2 separate regions of the Macaca mulatta genome follow, and region 1 is linked to region 2. The links are chromatin contacts, called in public Hi-C maps. All regions are on one chromosome and are shown on one strand. Each heading gives the region's core, a stretch centred on a gene start, on an enhancer-like site or on the middle of the called end of the contact. The rest is flanking DNA. Distances are from core to core; before and after follow the strand shown.

What was found. A called contact is a pair of places that touch in the nucleus more often than the background predicts.
Region 1: a Hi-C map of CD4 T cells shows a contact between it and region 2, with 3 times the contacts expected there. The contact joins the promoter of EID1 here to the promoter of CEP152 in region 2. A contact is called at or near these places in 2 of 14 Hi-C or Micro-C datasets (CD4 T cells and blood).

The regions. Positions count from the first base shown.
Region 1 is chr7:26,204,232-26,210,269 of T2T-MMU8v2.0, forward strand. It overlaps EID1 (EP300 interacting inhibitor of differentiation 1), which reads left to right and starts at 2,325. Exons shown (of 1, transcript NM_001265838.2): 1 at 2,325-4,045. The coding sequence starts at 2,392. The coding sequence ends at 2,958. All of the region lies in intron 4 of SHC4 (SHC adaptor protein 4), which reads right to left.
Region 2 is chr7:26,142,322-26,148,485 of T2T-MMU8v2.0, forward strand. It overlaps CEP152 (centrosomal protein 152), which reads right to left and starts at 3,267. Exons shown (of 27, transcript XM_077939387.1): 1 at 3,058-3,267.

The DNA of each region.
Region 1 (6,038 bases), core at 1,075-3,574, 61 kb after region 2:
GCATTTTGGTTTCACTAATCAGGTCAAAGAGGTCGCTTCTGAATGTGAGTCTATGCACCGTGTCATCCATACAGAAATGATGGCTAGTTGGAAAATGTCACCTGAAGTTAACAACATTTTGCAGTATGTGATTAAAATTATCAACCATATTATACATGCCCTTCACTCACATCTGTTTGCACAGCTCTGTGAGGAGATGGACGCAGAGCACATAATGTCTTCTCTTATACACAGAAGTGAGATGGCTTTCTAAAGGTAGATCACCGGCCAGAGTTTTCGAGTTAAGAGAGCTGCTGCAGAGATTTCTTTTTAGAAAAACAGTCACCATTGGCAGCACATTTCAGTAACACAGAATGGGTCACAAAACTTGCTTACTTGTGTGACGTATTCAACCTGCTCAATGAACTCTATCCGTCACTTCAGGGAAGAACAACAACTGTGTTCAAGTTGGCAGATAAAGTGGCTGCTTTCAAAGCTAAACTGGAATCATGGGGGTGACAAATGAACACTGGGATTTCTGACATTTCAAACATTAGCAGAGATTTTGAAAGAGACTGAGCCAGGGTCTTCTTTCTCCCAGCTGGTGCATGATCACCTATCTCAGCTTTCCAGAGATTTTGAGCATTACTTCCCGTATTAGTCAGGGTTCTCCAGAAGGACAGAACTAATGGAATATATATACACATATATACATATACACACACATATATATACACATATATATGTAAAGGGGAGTTCATTAAGTATTGACTCACACTATCACAAGGTCCCACAATAGGCCATCTGCAGGCTAAGGAGCGAGGAGAGCCAGTCCAAGTTCTAAAACTGAAGAACCTGGAGTCCGATGTTCGAGGGCAGGAAGCATCCAGCACAGGAGAAAGATTTAGGCTGGGAGGCTAGGCCAGTCTCTTTTCACGTTTTTCTGCCTGCTTATATTCTAGCCACGCCGGCAGCTGATTAGATTGTGCCCACCCAGATTAAGGGTGGGTCTGCCTTTCCCAGTCCACTGACTCAAATGTTAATCTCCTTTGGCAACACCCTCATACACACACCAAGGATAAATAATTGTATCCTTCAATCCAATCAAGTTGACACTCGGTATTAACCATCACACTTCCCATCCACAAAAGACAGAATGGATCTGTGACCCATTTGTGAATAAGCCAGGTGAATCCACTTTGTCCATGCTAGAAGAGGATCAACTGCTTGATATTGCAAATGGCGGTGGCCTTAAAAGTATGTTTGAGACAACTTCAGATCTCCATACGTTCTCGATTAAAGTCAAGGCGGAATATCCTGAGATTGCCACAAAAGTACTCAAAAGTCTCCTTTCATTTTCAACATCCTATCTTTGTGAGGCAGGATTTTCCACAGTAACAGCAACCAAAATGAGATTACAGAATCCACTGGACATAAGGAACACACCTTGGGTGTCACTGTGTCTCATCACCGTCTAGTTGCAGGACCGTCTAGTTGCAGGAAAACAAGCTCAGGGCTCCCACTGATTCTACATTATGGTGAGTTGTATAATTCTACGTAACTACAATGTTATAATAATAGAAATAAAGTGCAGAATAAATGAAACGTGCTTGAATCCTTAAGTATACACAGTCATATAATTCATAGAAGTATATACAACTTAAAAGCAGAGGCTTTTAAGTTGAAGACAGGTAAAACATGTTTTTAAAAAACACACAAAATAGTATTTTGCTATGAATACATAAAGATACATGTAAATGCAAATAAAAAGAATTTAAAGAGTACACGCTGCGTTGGTAATAGTGGAAAAATACCTACCCGGAGAAAAGAAATGGGACCAAGTATTTCTTCGCTATAACTAAAAAAAAAAAAAAAAAAAAAAAAAGGACAATATATATGTCGTTTGTGAATTTAACTTTTTAAATGACAACACTAAAAGGACAGAATGGATTAGTTCTTAATATGCTGATCTGTGGTTATGGATGTTGTCTGGTTTGGAAACGTGGATTTAGAAGTCATCAGCACATAGATAAATTGCCCTGGGGAGGAGGAAGAAGGGAGGGGAGGCACATTAATGTTAGGAGGGCCATGTAAAGTTATTTTCCAGTTTGCTGCATCACAAGCAACAGTAGGGTTAAGTAACACAGAAACTGTTACGCTCTTGCCTACAGGGTCCCTAGATACCAAGTTCGAATCGACGGAAACTTAGCTCAAAAAGCGACGCCCACATCCCGGGAAAAACATTGAGCTACTCCAACCACAGTGGCGCGCCAAGCAGGAGGCGGTACCTGAGGACCACGCCTGCGCGCGGGGTTACGCAAGCGCGCAGCTTTTGCGCACGCGCACAAACGCACGGCCGCGCAGCATCTATCTTGCTGGAAGCTTTTTCCGAGAGGTTGAGCGGTTTGCATAATGTCGGAAATGGCCGAGTTGTCCGAGCTGTATGAAGAGAGCAGTGACCTGCAAATGGATGTGATGCCTGGCGAGGGTGACCTACCGCAGATGGAGGTAGGCAGCGGGAGCCGGGAGCTATCCCTGCGTCCCTCCCGCAACGGGGCCCCGCCACAGCTCGAGGAGGAAGGCCCAATGGAGGAGGAGGAGGCCCAGCCAATGGCGGCGCCAGAGGGGAAACGGAGCCTTGCTAACGGGCCCAACGCTGGGGAGCAGCCAGGCCAGGTGGCGGGCGCAGACTTCGAGAGCGAGGACGAGGGCGAGGAATTTGATGACTGGGAGGACGACTACGACTATCCCGAAGAGGAGCAGCTTAGTGGTGCCGGCTACAGAGTATCAGCTGCTCTTGAAGAAGCCGACAAGATGTTTCTGAGAACAAGAGAAGCAGCCCTGGATGGCGGGTTTCAGATGCATTATGAGAAGACCCCGTTTGATCAGTTAGCTTTTATCGAAGAGCTTTTTTCACTGATGGTTGTCAATCGTCTGACCGAAGAACTCGGCTGTGATGAGATTATTGATAGAGAGTAGTTACATGCTGTTAAAAGAGGAGGAAACTACTTGAGGAGGGACCCAACTTTCCGCTATCTTTTGGGTTCATTCCAAATAGTTTTGTGCCATTGAAAAACTTGACCTTCAAAAAAATTTGTTTTTCAGAATAGAAGACAATAGGACAGTGACTGCACAGTTGTGAAAAAGGAGAATCATTAAAGAAAAAGGAAAAAAGATTTTAAGACCGTTGAAATCTGTTATCAAGAATGTGCTAAAACACCTATGGCTTTGACTTTGTTATTGATCCAGATTATTTTCCTTGCATTGGGGAAAATATCTTTCATATTTGTTTGCTGTAAAGATGGTTTTGCAAGAATAAGTCATGACCAAGACAAACTGCCAATACAAGAGCCCACTGATATTAATTATATAATGAGAAAAAATGTATCCAACTAGGACACATATCTTTTGAGTTATTTGGACTGAAAGTTTAAGAAAACTTGGGAAATTCTATTTTGTGATCTAGTCAAGCCGTAGTTATCAAAGGCTAAATTTTCAGTGTAAGACAAATGAAGTATTCTTCATTATTCCAAAAGGATGAGTAAACTCAAAGATGTATCACATGTGCTCTGTATCTTAAGATGTGTTTCCAAGAGCGTCTGAAATTTTGTTTGTACATGTATCTTGATCATTTATAAAGCCACTGTGATATATAAATCAAGAAAATTCATTGTCATAACCATTTTTAAAAGTCAAAAATTAAGACATCTTTAATTAAAAACTTTCAAATCTAGACACTAAATGTGTGTGAATGTACAAAGAAACCATTGCTCACGCTGTTATATACTAGAGAAATTTTGTTTTGCTTGCTGTTTTAACTTGCAAGGTGAAATACTTTAGTTGAACTTCATATTGTAAGAACTGTTAATAAAAAGTTGTCAAGTAAAAAGCCCTATATCTAAAAAGACTTTATGAACAGTTATTCTATCAACTTTTAAAGGTTTTAAACCTACCCAGAAATTACCTTGGTATCTGAAGTTTCCCTCTGTCTCCTCCTCTAATTAAGCTTGTTATTTGTTATGCACCAGCATTGGAGATAATAAAATTTCTTGTTCTGTGTATTTTGTTTGGCTAATAATATTGTATACATACTTTATACTAGTTTTTATTGTATGTGTTAACCAGTATTAAGGGAAAATAATCCAGCTTCAGCTATCTAATTCACAAATTAATTTCTGGAAATTAAACTTTGTAAATTAAGTTTTTGCCCTACAAGAATTTGCTGGTCTAGGAAAACCTGCCCTATCAATGAGTATGTTGCCATGGTTACCTTACTAAGATGCTGAGGTTCTAGGAGAGTAATGATTACATCAGAAGGCTATGTTCAGCAAAATGAGTATATCAGCAGGTTTTATCATGATCAGTAAAAAGGTTCCAGATGCTTCTGCTCCATTATAGCAGTAAAGAACAAATATCCAATGCAACAGGACAATTCAGAGCATTATTTATTTTATGGTCATCCTGCCTTTTGGGGAGAGAGATCTGTAAAAGATAGGACTGTGACAAGGATGATCAGAATTGTTCAGACACTAGCTGGGTTGGGAGGGAGAGATGGTGGAAGTAAAGTGTTGGTGCTTAGACTTCTTAATCCTACCACTTCCACTGCTATCTCAATTAGCCTGTAGCTACGGTCAGATGAGTGTGGATAGATAATTAATTGCTGTGATGTAAATTAGTTTGAATGGGGGTATGCTAGTGCACAATAAACTGGCTGGTTGTATTTACCTCCAGATGTTTATCTTTACTAGGAAAGATAAACTCTTGGGGAAAAAAAATCTGACGTCCACAAACTAGAAGGTTGTGATTCTGTTTCTCTCTGGGACTAAGTAGGGCACAAGAGTTGGGGGTGGGAAACACTCCCTGTTACATCTGAAGGCCCATCTTGGGGAGAAAAACTTGGGCTCTGCAATTGGCTCGGTTGTTTTTCAGTCTTAAAAATAGGCAGTAAGCAGAGAGACAATGAAAATTGTAAATACTTATTTGTATTTATTGAGGATAGAAAATTAACATTTTAACACCCCTTTTAGGGGTGTAAAATCATTTGTATTTCCTTTACATGCAGTTACCACAGACAAACCAGACTACTTGGTTAAAATTTGGGTTCTACTATTTGTTAGCTCAGTAACTGGGAAATTAATCTCTCGGGCTCGGGTCCTGAACTGAAAATAGGGACAATTGGATGTACCTTACAAATTGTGAGGACTAAATGAAGATGTGTGTGAGAGTGTGTGTGTGTTTGTGTGTGTGTGTGTGTGTGTATCTTCATTTAAGGGAACTAGAGAAAGGAGTTCTGGGGAAATTCTAACTGATTTTGCAAGATAGGGGATTTAAAGAAGCTTTTGAGTACACAGTGTGATTAGGGAGAGTTTTGCAAATTTATCCATATGTATTACAAATGTTCGCTTAGATCAGATATCCCATGTTGGCTATCTTCAGGCCACAGATCTATTTTGTTTGGTTCATGCTTATAATTTTAAGAGACCAACATCTCAGTACAGAGATAGCAGCTAAAAATCTAGATTCTTACCTTTTTATTATTATTTTTTTAAAGTAAAAGATCTGGGAGCCTTTGACCTATAGACCTATGTAGCCCAAAACCAAACAGACAAAAAAGCAAACAAACAAACAAAAACATCTGATTCACCTTTAGACAAGGAAGGTCTTCTGTTTGCCAAGTGTCAGTGTTATCTCCCCAACATAGAGGCCAGGTAGCACTTGATATTTATCATTGGGCTTGCACCATTGTTTTTTCTTGTGCTTACACAGCTTGCGTTACCTACTTGGCCTCTAAATATCTCAAGTTGCCTCTCCTTGTAGAGACTAAAGGATGTCTCAGTTTTTGCCTGTTTTACCTTAACTCTATTACCCTTCTGAATTCAGTATCTGTTAGAGTTGTAGAAATCAGTAAAGAATTAGTGGGAGTGTGAGCTACTGAGACTCTGATGTTTTTGCTTGAGGCCCTAAAATACTATATTAAAGTATGTCAATAAAGTCTGTCGCTTGAATTTTGAAACAAGGAAATACCTATAACTTACCCTTGCAAAAGTGTATTTTCCCAT
Region 2 (6,164 bases), core at 2,017-4,516:
TAGCAAACCCAAAAGCCATAAAGAAAAATGTGATGGAAACCTAACCACAAAAAAACAAAACTTTGTTTAAGGCAAAAGACATCATTAACAAGTCAAATATTGTGTATGAAAAAATACAGCCAGGCACTGTGGCTCAAGCCTGTAATCCCAGCACTTTGGGAGACCGAGGCGGGAGGATCACAAGGTAAGGAGATCGAGACCATCCTGGCTAACATGGTGAAACCCCGCCTCTACCAAAAATACAAAAAAATCAGCCGGGCGTGGTGGTGGGCGCCTGTAGTCCCAGCTACTCGGGAGGCTGAGGCAGGATAATGGCGTGAACCCGGGAAGCGGAGCTTGCAGTGAGCTGAGATCACACCACTGCACTCCAGCCTGGGCAACAGAGCAAGACTCCATCCCCAAAAGAAGAAAAGAAAAGAAAAAGAAAAAAAAGAAAAAATACATCACTAACAAAGTCCAGAAAAATGAGAATCAGAAAAATATTTGCAAAGCACCTCACAAAGTCCCAATATAAAATTCTTAAAAAGACAGACAATCCAATATAAAATTGGGTGACTGATATGACAATTTATTTTAAAAAGTGTAAATCAATTAGTTTGAAAAGATGCTTAAGCTCGTGATGTTTCAAAAAAGTGTCATTTAAACAACGATATGCCACTTTCAACAACCACTAGATTGAAAAAAAAAAAAATTATCAACCAGTGGTGACTATTTTGTATTTTGTATGGCTCATGAGTTGCTGGTGAAAATATGAACTGCTAAACCATCTTGAAAACTATCAAAATTAATATATTGAAAATGAACATTTGCACTAGTAAAATTATTTTTGAATTTGTCATACTATACCACTAGTAAAAATAATGAAAATTTTCTATATCTATTGACTCAAGGCTGACCACTTAAGAAATCAAGATGCAGAATAAGTGTACAGTATGTTTTGGTTTTCTTTTTCAGTAGCAGACTGGTAGACTTTCTTCCTAGATAACTTTTTCTGAACCCTTAACAAGACTACAAAAAGTATGTCCTGTTGTTACACTCCGATGGATGCTCTGACCCAGCATTTCTTTCGTTGTCCCTGATTTTCTCTGCCCTCCTTGCAACAAAACCAATCAGTGTTTATTTAGACAAAAGATTACAAAGCAAAAGTAGTATTGTTTTCGCCTCATCTAATAAACTATAAGCACCCTGAAGGCAGAATTAAAATGTATCTACCCGCTTGCACATGGTAGGCACATAACAAATATTTGTTGACTGAATATGATACAGGCATGTTACCTTATAGGAATTCATTATTTCAATAAAATTTTATTGAATACCCACTGTGTTCCAGATCACATCCTAGATACATCTAAAACATGGTACCAGCCATGAGGAGCTCACTGTCTCTGCTCATCCTCTCTTAGAGCCACTGATATAAACAGTTACAATAACATATTGTAATAAATTCCGTAGTAGATGAAAGTACAAAGCACAAATTAACTTTTCCTAAGAAGAAAGGATAGTTTAGAGAATTTTTACAGAAAAAAAAGAGCTTTTAGATTAGAAATAAATCTTAAAGGACACAATATGGCTATAACTGGCTCTAAGAATGAGGGCACTCATTCAGACAACCTGAGCTCAATTCTGGCTCTTTTATTTATCAGCAGTGCAGTCTTGAGCAAACCGTTTCTGCCTCTTCGTTAATGAAATGGGGGTAGAAATAATACCTACTTCAAAGATTGATTCTGAGGATTCACAAGATAATACATGTAAAGTAATTAGCACTATGTACCAATCAATACATTCTAGTTTTATTATTATTATGACATGATTACTGATGAATAGGAGTCTGACAGCTACCGAAGAGGTTACGGGAATAAAGAGGATTCCGCATATCTGAGAAAAGGTGAGTGTGCAGCCTATGAGAAATGTCACTTCAAATAATGCAACTTCCTATGGAACAAAAATGCCACCCTCCTTCAAGATGCCTTTCCAAGCCTGTTCCCCCATAGAATAAGCCACTCCTTTGCACTTTCAGACTGTATGTCTTATGCTTTTCTTATGGCTTCTACTTCAGCTTCTCTTTAGTTGAGCGCATTCACCTGCCTGGGGAGTGCATGTTCATTGTCACGCACTATGAAGGTATATGGTGATAACAGGCTTAAATCAGACTCGAGTTCATGACTACGATATAGAAAGGGTTATAAACCCCCACAAAAGGGGTCTCTAAGAATTGCACTGGGAGTTGGGAAATTCTACTTACTTGCTGACATAACTCGCCTTCTAGAATGGAAATAGCCAGAGCACACAGCTCAGTTTAGACTTGCAACACCTGGTGGAGGCGCCCTATTCATTCATTCAACAATTTACCAAGCACTGTTCAAGATTACAAAGTTTAACGGGACGTGATGGAGGGAAAGAAAATAGACATATAAACAAATGATCACAACATCTTGTGATCAGTGCTAATGACAGCACTTTGGACAAATTGATTTAAGTTGCTCAGAGAGCGGAGCGAGTAATGCTAATACACAATAGGCATCCACAGGCTAAGCGAATGACCTTGAGGAACTGTTTGGCGTCAGCTACAGCACTACAAACATGACCAAAGCCACACGGGGCCCATAACCCAGGACTGCTGGCTTTGGGTGCCAGCATCACTTGTACTCGGTCAACACACGTGCACACAGCACCTACTGTGAGCCAGGAGTAACGCCAGGGTGACCAAGGCGGGGTCCGCAGAGTAGGGTCTCGGGGCGACCCCAGCAGTTTGGAAACGAGGCGGGCTTCCCATATGTCGCTTCTAAATAGGATATTGGAGGAATGAAGAGGTCTAAATGACACGTTAAAGGTAAAAGCTGAGCCCGCAACTTGCGGGCAGTCCACCACCGCGGGATTTGGGGAGAGGGCAGGTCAGCCCCCGGGGAACCCTCAGCCAGGATCCCGAGGACCCCGCAACTCCTCTAACCCCAGGTCCAAGCCCACCCGTGAATCAGAACTCACCAGAGGCCACGCAGGCTGTTACCGCGAGGAAACTCTAGCCCTGGCGGAAGACCAACTTCTAGCAAACCCCCTTACCCTGGTTGTAGTCCACTAGCTCCTTCCTAGTCACAACCGAACCCACGGGGCGGAGGCCCTTAAGGAGCAGTCGCCTCCTTCAATCGCCGACTAGAAGCTCGCCCGGTGGGCGGAGCCGTGCCGGCTCGGGGCAGAGCGAGGAAGCAGAAGTCTCCGCCTTCCTCAAGCTTGGTTGACAAGTCCGCCCGCAGTTGCAAAGTACGGCTGTTTGAAAGCGGGCGCCAGAGGTGGCGGGAAGCTCCCCCTGTGCGTCCATTGGTGAATTCGTGAGCCAATTACGAGGAAGTTACTCTGGAGTGGGCGGGCTGATCGGTTGCCTAGAGACGCCGAGGCGCTTTGCCCGCTACCTTCCGCCAGGGTGCACCGGCCTTACCGGCACCCCTTGCCCCTTTGGTAACGGAGACTGCAGAGGTGACTCGTGCCTCCTACGCTTCAGCACACAGAATCCCGCAGATTCCCCACCGAACTCTTGCCTTAGAGGTTTTTTGCATTTGCCCTTCTTGTTTTCTAAGGCACCTGCTTCCCCATTACCTAACAGCCTTAGATGTTCTGCTTTGTCTTCTATCTTACTAGGTGCCGCTTTGTTTACATTTTTGCTTCTTTAAACTGATAAGATGGCACATTTGTCCACGTGTCTGTTCACTATTCTAATTTCCTCGGGTGTAAGTGTTCTTGTCCCTTAGGTGTATATTATTAACCTGCCCCTAAAGACAGCGCCACCCAGTCTTCAGTGAAGCCCAGTACTGTGTCTATCTTCTCTGGCTGAAACAGTTCCAGTGAATAATAAAGGAATTGGTGGCAGCAGGTTCACATATCCTTTCAACTCTTTCCCATGTGTACTGGCGTGGAGTAAAATGGCTGTTCGAGGCTCTTCATAATGTGGCTAGTTTTCCTTTGCTACTTCACCATCCACCCCCATGCCTACACTGACCCCTGTAACCCCATAAACTGGTATAGAGTTTGGCAAATAACAGGTAATTTAATCCACTGTAATAGAATGAATGAAATCACAGGCTGAGCTAACAATGGTTCCCAGAGCGCTTTTTTTGTTTCACCTGCTGTGAAAGCTGTTTCTTTCACCTGCATTGCCTCTACCTTAGTTCTCCTCCTACTTAGTTTTCGAGATAGACTATCACCTCTTTTGAAGCCTTTCATGATACACACTCCCTCACTTCGCAGAAATGATCTTTCCTACCTCTGTACACAGTGTATCCTATATATCCTATTATAGTTCTTATATCCACTATAGTTTTTGTGTGTCTGTTACACTCAGTACAATGTGAATATCTTGAAGTACTCACTTTACTTCTTGGGTATCTAACATGTTTCATGACCCTGGTAGGCACTCAAAACAATTACATTAAATGAGAAAATGAATAAATGAACAAATGAACAAATAGATGAAGATTTTGGCAGGGGGGGCAGGCAGTAAAAGCAAATAAAAGGCATTCAAGTAAATGGCATTTGTTGAATCTGACCCAAGGCATCTTAGTGAGAATCAAATGCACTTTTCACTTCTCACATCCCACTGAAGTCGATTGGCAAACTTCTGTGCTGAGGGTTATAATGGAGTGCTGCAACAAGAATGCCAGGTGATCCCCATGCACAAACAACTGCTTCTTAGAAGGATGAAAGCATAAAAGGTGTCAGGGGAAACACAGGAGGAGGCAGTGTTTATAATCCTTTACACAGTGCTTTACAGATTGGTAAATTATTTCACAAGCATTATCTCATTCGGTTCTCACTACAACACTGTGGGGGGCCTAGGTATTCCTACCCCATTTTCCAGCTGAAGAAACTTACATAAAAATAAATTAAGTGACTTGTCCAAGGCTACACAGCTAATACAAGGCAGACAGAATTTGAAACCAGGTCCTTTATCTCCAAACCCAGAGCTCATCACTACATACAAAATACTTTAGTGAACCTAGTATATATGTGACAAAGAGGGAAAATAAAGAATAAATCAACCTCCCATCTTGCCATGCCTCTAAAAATGGTTTTTAGTGGAGTTAAGAATATATTCGACTAAATTTTCTTTGACCACGTATCCTGTTTAAGTACCAGCCTAGGTGCAGGGTAGGACTCCTATGCTCAAGGTACCAACACTTTGAGTTACAAGGTCCTTACATAGAAAGATAAATAATAACAAAAAATGTTTACTAAGTGTAGTAAGAATAGGCAATAATTCTAGGGAAAGTGAACACCTAGGGATGAATCTATCAAGGCAGGTTCGAGGAAGAAGAGAAGGAGAGAGCTCAACAGGCCAGTTGATTGGCATGAGTGAAATCTGAAGGCCAGACCAGCAAAAGTGCAGGAATCTTAAATTTAGAGGTAAGTCTGGAGAAGAAGGCAGGAAGGAGGTAGTCCATAGAAGAGCTTTAAGCCTGGGAGAATAGGAAAGGCATTCTACAGAGGTCAGGTAATGGTGTGCACATCTGAAGAAACACAAGCAGACAGAGGCATTCTGGGATAACAAAGGCAAATGTGGGGGAAGAAAGTAAAACTGCCAAAGATCTCAAATGCGGGACGAAAGGTTATTTGTGAAACGTTTGCTCCATGTTTGCCTTGCATGTTTTAAATAGGCACACCTATGAGCTGGGTGAGACATTTCAAGGGAAAATGTCGCATTATTGATGAGATGGGGTCCCTCCCACTAACAAGCATTTATAAAAGTAAAGCTAAACCATCATTTCTCCTTTTTCCTCCTTTTTGGTGTCAAAGCTATCAGGTCAAAGCAATGCCACCACAGGAGTGCTATCCAAAGTGCTATCATCAAGGAATACTATCCTCAAAGGAACACAGAACTTAGAGTAAGAAGATCTGAGTTCAAGTCCCAGCTCTCCTATCTACTAGCATTGTCCATAACAATTTAACACTCAAAAGCCTCAAAGTCCTTACCTGAAAATTGGGATGATAATACCCACTTCTCAGGATTGTGGCCAAAAAAAGCAAAACAAAAGAGAGATTGTGTGAAACAGCTTTTAAATGTAAAAATATTATTTTCCATTGTGTTTCTATGTACTATGGCTTATTGGACTAGAGTACACACGGGGGTCTGAGGTAGTTTTCATCCTTCAATCCAATCACGTTGACACTCAGTATTA